3 separate regions of the Sus scrofa genome follow, and regions 1 and 3 are each linked to region 2. A link is a contact called in public Hi-C data. All regions are on one chromosome and are shown on one strand. The core of a region is the stretch at or near the end of the contact, and the rest is flanking DNA. Distances in the headings are between cores, read along the strand shown.

Region 1 (3,038 bases), core at 103-2,602, 300 kb after region 2:
ACCTAGTGTGGGGATTCAAGGATCCTCGTGCAGTAGACGAATGGCACATTTAAGCCTCAACCCCGTGGGTCATGGGCTGACGAGACAAAGAAGCGGGGTGGCCCCGCCCTCCCCCTGACACCCATGTGTTGCCACCCCTCCCAGTCCGGTCCTGGTTTAGATTATGACAAGGGATGGGAGTTCCCTCCAAAGGGCCATTTGCAGCCTATTTAGATGTCACTCGGGAAAATTCTTCCCGGAGGTCCCAACTACATCTCCTTTTGTTCCACTGTATCTGTCCGTGCCTTCCTTCCCGCTCTGCCCTCCATGCACTGTCAGCATGTGGACATCATTGCTGAACAAAAGAAGCTCCAGGTATGGCAGGACTGTTGAGACTCACCTTTGGGGAGAAGTCAGTGTGACTCATGGCACAGCTGCCTCCAGCCCTGAGGATGCTGCTCTGTGGACACCCTGCATCCTGGGCTGCATCCCCACCACCTCCCTCTGAGCCTCCCAGGGTCAGCTGTCTGGATTCATCTCAACCACTCAGGGGAGCCTGGGCTGACGGCCCCTTCCCTGAGCTCCTCACTATCCGTTCTGGTATGTTTCCCTGTGTTAAGCTTACTTGTCATCTTTCTCTCCCAGATCCCACCAAACAATCCCTGCATTGTTCACCTTCTCATTTGGGACTCTCGGGCCCCCAGAAGTACTAACTCCGGGGTTCCCAGGATAACCCTCCCCAGGTTCTTTCCTCCACTGCCACTGACATAATTTCTCTGGTCTCTCTGGTGTTTGCAGCTCTTTCCCATTTGGTTTCATCAGTGTCTCAATGACCTGTTATTTACCCTTTCTTCTGGGTCATTAGTAAACATAATCAAAAAAATGCTCCTCCGCCATCCGGCTGTCCCTGTGCTAAGCAGGGCCCTAGGGAAGGCCACCCATGTCCCCTGGACCCACCCAACAGCCCTCATCCTAAAACAGCGCCTCGGAAATGGCAGTCGGGCGGCGGGGTGGGCTTTCCTTCCCAGGCTGAGATTTCATATCCCCATGATCCATTTAGTGTCTGGACACCTGGTTGCTATGGAGATGGTTGTCATAAAAGCACACTGATCTGTGGAGAGATATAAAACCGAGCCTGCGGTACACGATCATCGGGCGCATCAGTTCAGAGAAATGGCGGGCTGCTTATCACTCCTCTTTGTTGACACAGGGCCTCTTCCTTTCAAACGCATCCTGGGTGACCTTCTCAGAACGAGGCCAACGCCAATCCATTTCGGTTAATATTTCGTAAGGGACAATCAAGGGCTTCACCAAATGCCAGATGCCCCGGTCTTCCTGTCCCAAGCTGAGTCAGCCCAGAGGAAGAGGACGTTCTTCTCTGGCACAGCTTGTTCTTTGCTGACTGTCATCGATCCACCAGCACAAGAGAGCAGGCAGAGTGAAAACACTGTCCCCAAGGACGCTTCAGATCAGGTGGCTGGGATGAGTAACAGGTGTGAGCAGGGGAGACCTTGCATGCACTGCCCAGTCTGGAGACGCAGAAACTGGAGGGACCCCCAGAGACCGATCCAGGAGGTAACCCTGTGTCTGTCACCTGCCAGCTTTGGACAGAGTGATTCAGCAAGACACACACACAAGGTGTGTAGGGCCGTCCGCTAACCACCATCACCTCCTTCATTTGACTTCTCAAAGCACACTTTTGTTGTTCACTAGCTTAAGGTTAATTTCTCCCTTGGTCTGGTCTATGTGCAGAAACCACTAAGGCATTTCCCTCCTCTTGCTTGGCTGTGCAGCTCTGGCAGGTGCAATTCACAAAGCATAGCTAGAGTCCACCTGAGATTTGCTTGGAATGGGGACTGAAAGAATGAGCTGGTGTCCTGATTTTTAGCTCTGCCACCTGGGAGCAGGAAAGGGGCTGGAAAAACCAGCTCTGGCGGTGGCCGAGTCGTGGATGCAGACCAAGGTCCGCTTCCAGGCTGGCTCCCTGCGCTGGTGGCTTCCAGTAGTGAACCCATCTGTATTCGCACCTGAGACCCAGCTTACCTCTGTGCGCTTTCTTCTTTTGGAAGATGTCTGAATTCTGGAAAATGGGTCATAACTCAGTCGTTGACTCAGTCTTGGATCTTTCAACCATTCCCTTGATTACCCAATGCCTCAGTTTCCTTTTTTTTGGGGGGGAGGGCAGGTTCTATTTAATACTAAACAGCATTTTTAAACTCCTTTTGCTTTAGTTAAGCCTCTCATATTGTTACTGAGAGAGGAGGTAAGGATAAGACCCAGACTAATATGTGTGACTCTGAGAACAGCAAATGCATTTATCATGCATCACAGCAACGTGAGATGCAATGTCGTGTTAAGACACCTGTGTTTAGTACCCCCTTTGCACAGGATGGCATTAAAAATAATTGCCTCTAGAAAACAATCTCACAGTTACTAAAGGGGAAAGGATGGGGGAAGGGTTACATTAGGAGTTTAGGATTAACAGATACACACCACTATATATAAAATAGATAACCAACAAAGATTTACAATATAGCATAGGGCATTATATCTTGTAATAACCTATAATGGAAAATCATCTGAAAAAGATATATATAGAAAGATATATCTATATAAATATAAAAGATATGTGTAAAAAAATATATATATATATAGGAATCACTTTGCTGCACTCCAGAAACTAACATAACATTGTAAATCAACTACACTTCAACTAAAAAAATAATAGTAATTGCCTCATAGTGTCGCAAATTCTTGAGCCTGTTCCACTAAATACCCTGGGATGCATGTGTTATTTCAGCCTCTCATTTGCATATCTTCAATTTCTCTAAATACTCCTTTAACCCCTCCTTATCAATAGTTTATTGACAACATCTTCATTATTTCCCAATTGTCCTTAGCCCTTATCTTCATGTTCCTGGTTTAAGATACTTTTTAAAGAGCCATCTAGAAGCTCAGCTAATGTGGAACCGTCTGTCTAGCTTTCAACCCTCTCCTCATTCATGAAATGGCCCTATTTTTTCTTTTTCCACACTCCTCCCCTTGAACAAAAAAAGAAA
Region 2 (3,104 bases), core at 177-2,676:
ACCCATTCATTCCTTCACTCCTCTGGCAAATACACAGGCCAGAGCGACCGTGTTCACAGCTCTGTGCTGGCCCTGCAGACACTGGTGAAGTCAGTCCCTGTCCTCATGGAGTTTCCATCCAAGTGGGGCAGATGGACAGACGGACTTGGGCCTTTTGCACAGGATGCCGACTACAGCCCTGAAGAGACACCCAGGGGAAGATGCTTAGTCTGGGGCAGAGGGTGGGAGGCCCTTGGACTTGCTGTTACCCTTCCAGAACCTTCCCCGTGGGACGGGCACAGCGCCTCTGCTGCGTGGGGTTGCCAGGAGACGCAGGTGGAATAATCCTTGTGAAAAGCACTTGGATAAGTATTGGCTGTTCCCATAACTCTCTCCTGGGTCCCTAATTATCAGTCACCAGATCAATTTTCTGCCTTCTTCTTTGGATGAACTGATTTAATCGTTCAACTTTGCAAACCACCGGCCTGCAAGACAATTCTGGGGACCTGCTCTCAGCTCTTTCAACACCGCCTCGTTGCTGAATCCGGTTTCCCCACCGATGGCCTATAAAGAGCCTGGGTGGGGGCCAAGCTCCCTCTGCTCTGCGCCCCACGTGTCCTGTGGCCCTGAGCACGCTCCCTCCCGCCCAGCCCCAGCCTCTCAATGCTCTGTCTACGGAGAAATAGTTAAGACTCAGGAAATGAACTCACATTTTTTCCCCTTCCCCTCCTTTTCCAAAACACTGCAGCCTTCCTGGAAGAAAGCAAACAAAACAAGTGTGACTATTTGAAAAATTATTGGAAAACCCATTCTGAACATTGTGGCTTTGAACAGCTCTCTTGGGCGGATGTGTCGCCTTGAGTTTCCTTCTCTCCCCAGCTCATGGTGTGAATGTGGGGAGGGCGGGGTGGGGGGGGCAGTCCGTCTCCTTGAAAGAGGAGCTGGCGACGCCCTGTGAACTGTCCCCCTAAACACCCGTGTGCACCTCACATGTGCGGACGCCAAGCTGAGGGCACACGCGTGTGAGACCCATGTCCACCATGGTCTGCCCGCTCCCAAAGTGTGCACGGCTTCTGCCGGGCACAGAGATCACTGTTTTGGGTTTCTAGGTGTTGCTGGTGGTGGTATAAATAACATCGTGGGCTGTATGGAGATTGAAGGCGGAGCCCGTGCATTCCGGCCATCTGGGCAGGATGCTTTTCCTTGGATGAGAGAAAAACCTGTGCTGTGTTTCAGCTGGAACGCTGCCTCCCAATTAAGGTGACAGCAGATGCTGAAAGGCTCTGTCTTTGCAGGAAGAAGAGGCTTCGTTCTCCAGGCTGGCTGGGGAGAGGTGGCGGGGTAGGGGGTGGGGTGGGGGGAGAAAGCCTTTCAGCTGCTCAGGTGTGGACAGGAAGGCGCTCGGGTCCAGAGAGCCACCTGGAGGTGGTCACCGGTGTGGCGGGCTCAGCTCAGGTCTTCCATCTCGGGCAGTGACAGCCGTGCGGTACAGACACCCTCGGGAGACGTCCTCTGCTTTCATAACAGCAAAGGATTTTTTTTCTGACTCATCTTCAGAAGATTCCCCTCCCCCCCCACCGCCGTTTGAAAATAAATATAATTAGTAACAGGCAGACATACTGTATATAGCCAGCCCTTCCTATCCGGGAGAGTTATAATTAAATGTACATGCTGTCTGCTGTTCACTGTCTGCTAAATGCCACCCGCTTTAGGGAAGCAGCCCTGGGCGGATGCAGGGAGTGAGACCTCATGGGGCCAAGTCCAGCGTCCAGTCGGAGGTGAAGGCGAGACTGCTGGCTGGTGGCAGGTGCAGTGTCCCCTTTGCACTGCCCGCCCCGCAGCCTTTCCTCATCATCGACCTCAAGCTGCTCTGGGAAATGCCTGGCCAGTGCTGGGGGCTGGACCCCTCCCCGGGGCAGAGACATGGTTGCCAAGTACGGTTGTCATGGCAACGAGGTGGCTGCTGCTCCTGCTGCCGATGAAGGCCACCTGAGCACCTGCAGGTGGAGATCTGTCCTCCCTAGGCCAGGGGCCAAGACTGCGTTCCTTTGTTCTCAGCTCCCCGCCGGCGAGGCTGGCACCAAGGCCTAGGCCCCGCCCCGCGTGGTATGAGCTCAGGCAGGTTGTCCCCAGGTAACCCTTAGCTGGCCCTCCTGACTAAAGGGCAGGCCGGGCGTGCGTGGTGGCCACCATCCAGGCCCAAGTAGAGCTCATCTTCTGCTGAAATCAGTGGGTCTGGCGGCCCCAGGAATGCACACACACACCTCGTGGCCATATTCTGGGACCACAGTGCAGCCAGCAGGCTTGGTGACACAGGCCTGGTGACACCGGAGAGGCTCCCACCTCCCGCCTCCCAGCCCTCGGGCAGGCAAGGCGGGGACCGGATGGCAAGTTGGCGGGGCCCTCGCTGGCCTGGATCAAGTACAGCAGGCGTCATCTGAGCCACAGGCACCTTTACCCACGTTTCTCAAAGTGTTTTCCAAGCAAACAGTTGTTTCATAACACCCGTGAGAAGTAGGTGGGGTGACAAAGCATTCTTTGTCCCTGTCTTAGAGATGGGGAAATGGTGAAGCCTGCCGGGCCAGGTGGTGAGGCCAAGAAAGGCATAAGGCTGCCCTCCCACTGGGGGATAGGAGCACAGGGGTCTGGGTCTTCCCGGGGCCTCCGCCAGGCTCTTGGGCTGGAGCCATGGGCTCAGCCCTCACCGACTCCTGGGGGAGGGAGCAGTCCCCAGAGAAGGAGGCTCAGCGATTCTCCTCTGCAGCCACACCAGGAACTTGGTCATTACTCTGTGGTCTGAGGTGTTGACACTGGCCGTTGGTGACCCCAGAAAGTGTCAGTGCACTGTACTGAACTTAGTCTGCTGGAAGTTTCTGGACTCGGGGACGTGGTCAATAAATATATTTTGAACAGCCTGTGCTGGCCCAGGAATGACTCCAGGAGCCAGGGAATTGGTGGTGAAGGAGGCAAACGTGACCCATGGTTTGTGGGGCTCGTAGGAGGTGATCATCCATACATCAAATGAAGAGGAAAATAAACATGCACCATATGGAGTTCTGTTGTGGCTCAGTGGATTAAGAACCCAACTAATATCCATGAAGATGTGGGTTCAATCCCTGGCCTTG
Region 3 (3,109 bases), core at 592-3,091, 340 kb after region 2:
TAAACTTTCCTTGAATAAAACTTGATAAAAAGCAGAGACCCACTGCATATGACAATAATTAAATCTATACTCAACAAGTACAAAAGAGTGACTGTAGGGATAGGTAATTTAGAACAACAACAACAAAAAAAAACCAATCTGAAACATGTTAGGAAATCATACTGAGGTTTGTTATCCATAATCTCCTGAGATATGGATTGTGGTATATATTTAAGAAAAAAAAAAAAACTAGTAAGTACCCAAATTATGAAATGAATTGTATTTTCAAAAAACAGGTTAAAATTCCAAGATCAGGGTATCAGCAGGTTTGATTTCTCCCAAGGCCTCTCACCTCAGCTTGCAGATGGCCGCCGTCTCGCTGTGACCTCATGTGGCTTTTCCTCCAGTCCTATACGCTCCTGGTGTCTCTCTCTTCCTCTTCTTATCTTATGAGATCCCTACCCTTAAGACCTCATTTAGCCTTAATCACCTCCTTAAAGGCCCCATCTCCAAGCACAGTCACAGTCTGAGGTGCTGGGGATTAGGACTTCAAGGTGAATGATGGGGTGTGCACGATTCAGCCCATAAGAGCCAGGGTTGTCCACCCAGACGGGGATATGAGAGTGGGGCAGGAAGGATCTGTTAGTGTATTCACACACTGAGCCTCGGCCACAGCCCAAGCTCAGGGCCAAGGGCACTCAGGAGTCTGAATCCCAGCGCCTGGCTCCTGCTACTGCAAACAAGCATTCCTCTGAAGCCTGGTTGCTTACTTGGAGGTATTGGTAAATATACCAATTTGGGGAAAGGGAAGTGAGCCTTTCCTCTGCCCCAGCACCCTGTTGCAGAAAAAGCATGTGATGGAAAAACCCATCTGGGCTGGGGACAGCGTGAGGGCAAGCGAGCTCTGGGACTGCGAGCTGATTTATGTTGTGCTTGGTGCCTGGAGTGACTCCTGGGCGATCTGGAGCTTGACATTGTTAAGGACAGGTTTTCGTGATGACTTCAAAAAATAGAGTGACTGTAAATAAGAGGGTATTTGCCTGTTTTTAATTTTATGCAGCTCGTTATATCATGGTCAAATGAAAACCTTGGTATTTGGGGCAGGAAGCGTGTGGCCAGCGGCAGGATGGTGCGGGGTGGTGGAGCTGGTGGTGGGGGTGGACTTCAGGCAGGGCTGTGACACCACATGAAAGTCCTTCCAGGGTCTCACAGGAGGGAGGCACACAGAGGGATCTTTAGGAATCAACACAGGTGACTTCTTCTTCCCAACAAAGTTCCCTGTTCTATATACACCTTCATCTGCCGGTCAATGAAGAGATAGGAACAGCGGTGCGGGGGCTGGGAGCGTGACTGACACATGGAGACAGACGCAGAGGGCTGGGCAGCCTTCTGGGTACAGGAGACACACTGCCCTGGGCTCTGCGGCCCTGGGTCATGATGTGAGATGGACCCAAGGCCTTGACATCCCTGAGGCCAGACTGTCCTACTCAGGCAAAGCTCTAAGCAGATCTCTGGATGGGTCAGGAAAAGGCAAGGAGCTTTCCCAAGTTGCTCCACACCTGGCCGGAAAAAGCAGTCACCCACAACTTGAACGGCAAAAAATTTAGAGTCTTAGTACATAATCTGTGTTCCAGTTGAAAGAGCTTTGCACATCACATGTTTTCCTGTAATAACATCCCACTGGAAGCCTAGCCTCTATTTGAAAAACTACAAAGTGAAAAATGTGTAACAGAGAAATCGTTAGAATGGTCTTCTGGCGCAAAGGATGGGTTTGGATCAGGTGACCTGGGTTTAAGTCCAGGCTCTGACACACACTGGTGGTGTGACCTTGGACAGGTGAGGTAACCTGTCTGTGAGTGATGACAGCAGGTACCTCCTGGCAGTGTGGTGAGAAACATACAAGGGCTGGGGTCAGTGAAAGGCACACAGGACAAAGAGAGCTTGTGATCATGATGACTGAACAAAGGTTCTTTTGGAAATTTCACTGGGTTAGGGGAGAGAGAGAGAGCGAGGCTGTGTACACCTACCTGTGAATGGGACCGAGCAAAGCAAAGGCAAACCAGTTCTTATGAAACACTGCTGTAAACACTATATAATATTAAAACATCTCTTTCTAAGTGTGGGCCCATGGCATAGCTGACAGACAACATGTCTGTCTTGAAACAGAATATGTCACTAACAAGGACCTACTGTGGAACACAGGGAACTAGACTCAATATCTTATAATAACCTATCATGGAAAAGAATCTAAAAAGAATAGATATATGTGTAGAAATGAATCACTCTGCCACATACCTGAAACTAACACCACACTGCAAATCAACTACACTGCAATAAAACTTTTTAAAAATAGAATATGTCATATTCCCCCCTCTCTGAGACTCTATGGTCTTGAAAAATCCAGGAAATGGCTTTCCATGCCTTGGCTATCTCACCTTCCTCTCCTTTCAATCCTGACAGCTGTCCCTGGTTTGGAGTTATCAGCCATCAGCCCCAGCCCTTGCCACTGAGACTTGCCACCAGCGACCAGAAATCTTCCCTCTGGCCAGTAGGAACCTCAGAACTTCTCAGAGTTTGGCTTTGAGAAATCCTCTGCTGTAGGTCTTACAAAGATACTGGCAGATTTGAAAGAGATGTCCCTTCCTGCCTTGGGAAAAGGAGGCTTGAAATGAAGGTAAGCTGGAAGAAGCTAGAAAGTATTAGGAAAAGAAAGGAAGGAAGGAAAACAGGAGAGGAAGGAGAAAGAGGAAAAAGAGAAGCTATCTACGTTTTCAAAGTTTGCTATTAAGGAGGAAAAAAAGCAAGGAAGTGGGCCTTTTCATGAAATATATGTAAAAACATGAACATTTGTAAGAACCAGGATAAATTTAATAGAAAGAAAAAGAGACACAGCAGATGCTCACTGCAGCACTGACAGCAAACAAGGTGTGGTTACAGCAAGGCAGGAAAAACGACTTGACAACTACTTCCAAAGTGTTAGCTGCAGGGATCTTTGGGAGGCTTGGGGAATTGCATTCTCTTTTTATGTAAACGCAAAGAATCAATAGACTGATTTCAAAGAGAGAGGCCTCTGGCTGCACCGACTGCCTTTCCACCAGGAAGAGCCAGGGCGCGCCACCCCAAGAGCTGG

The links. Hi-C and Micro-C count contacts between places; a contact is called where the count stands out from the background.
Region 1: a Hi-C map of liver shows a contact between it and region 2, with 8 times the contacts expected there. The contact joins two enhancer-like sites. A contact is called at or near these places in 1 of 5 promoter capture datasets (liver), 22 of 47 Hi-C or Micro-C datasets (alveolar macrophages, brain, embryonic fibroblasts and 12 more) and 2 of 2 datasets of contacts at active chromatin or transcription factors (alveolar macrophages and skeletal muscle).
Region 3: a contact with region 2 is called in a Hi-C map of liver, with 2.5 times the contacts expected there. The contact joins two enhancer-like sites. A contact is called at or near these places in 1 of 47 Hi-C or Micro-C datasets (liver) and 2 of 2 datasets of contacts at active chromatin or transcription factors (alveolar macrophages and skeletal muscle).

Annotation. Positions count from the first base shown.
Region 1 is chr14:56,456,004-56,459,041 of Sscrofa11.1, forward strand. No RefSeq gene overlaps it. Among named protein-coding and RNA genes, the nearest start is that of IRF2BP2, 88 kb to the right of the region's middle. Within about 2 kb of position 1,353, at least 23 of the 83 cell types and tissues checked have an H3K27ac peak or open chromatin away from gene starts, as enhancers often do. A contact at or near this core is called in fetal liver, liver, mesenteric adipose tissue and 2 more, where this site is marked.
Region 2 is chr14:56,157,660-56,160,763 of Sscrofa11.1, forward strand. No RefSeq gene overlaps it. Among named protein-coding and RNA genes, the nearest start is that of TOMM20, 46 kb to the left of the region's middle. Within about 2 kb of position 1,427, at least 40 of the 83 cell types and tissues checked have an H3K27ac peak or open chromatin away from gene starts, as enhancers often do. A contact at or near this core is called in alveolar macrophages, fetal liver, liver and 3 more, where this site is marked.
Region 3 is chr14:56,494,325-56,497,433 of Sscrofa11.1, forward strand. The region is part of intron 4 of LOC102158473 (a long non-coding RNA gene); the gene reads right to left. Among named protein-coding and RNA genes, the nearest start is that of IRF2BP2, 50 kb to the right of the region's middle. Within about 2 kb of position 1,842, at least 10 of the 83 cell types and tissues checked have an H3K27ac peak or open chromatin away from gene starts, as enhancers often do. A contact at or near this core is called in alveolar macrophages and liver, where this site is marked.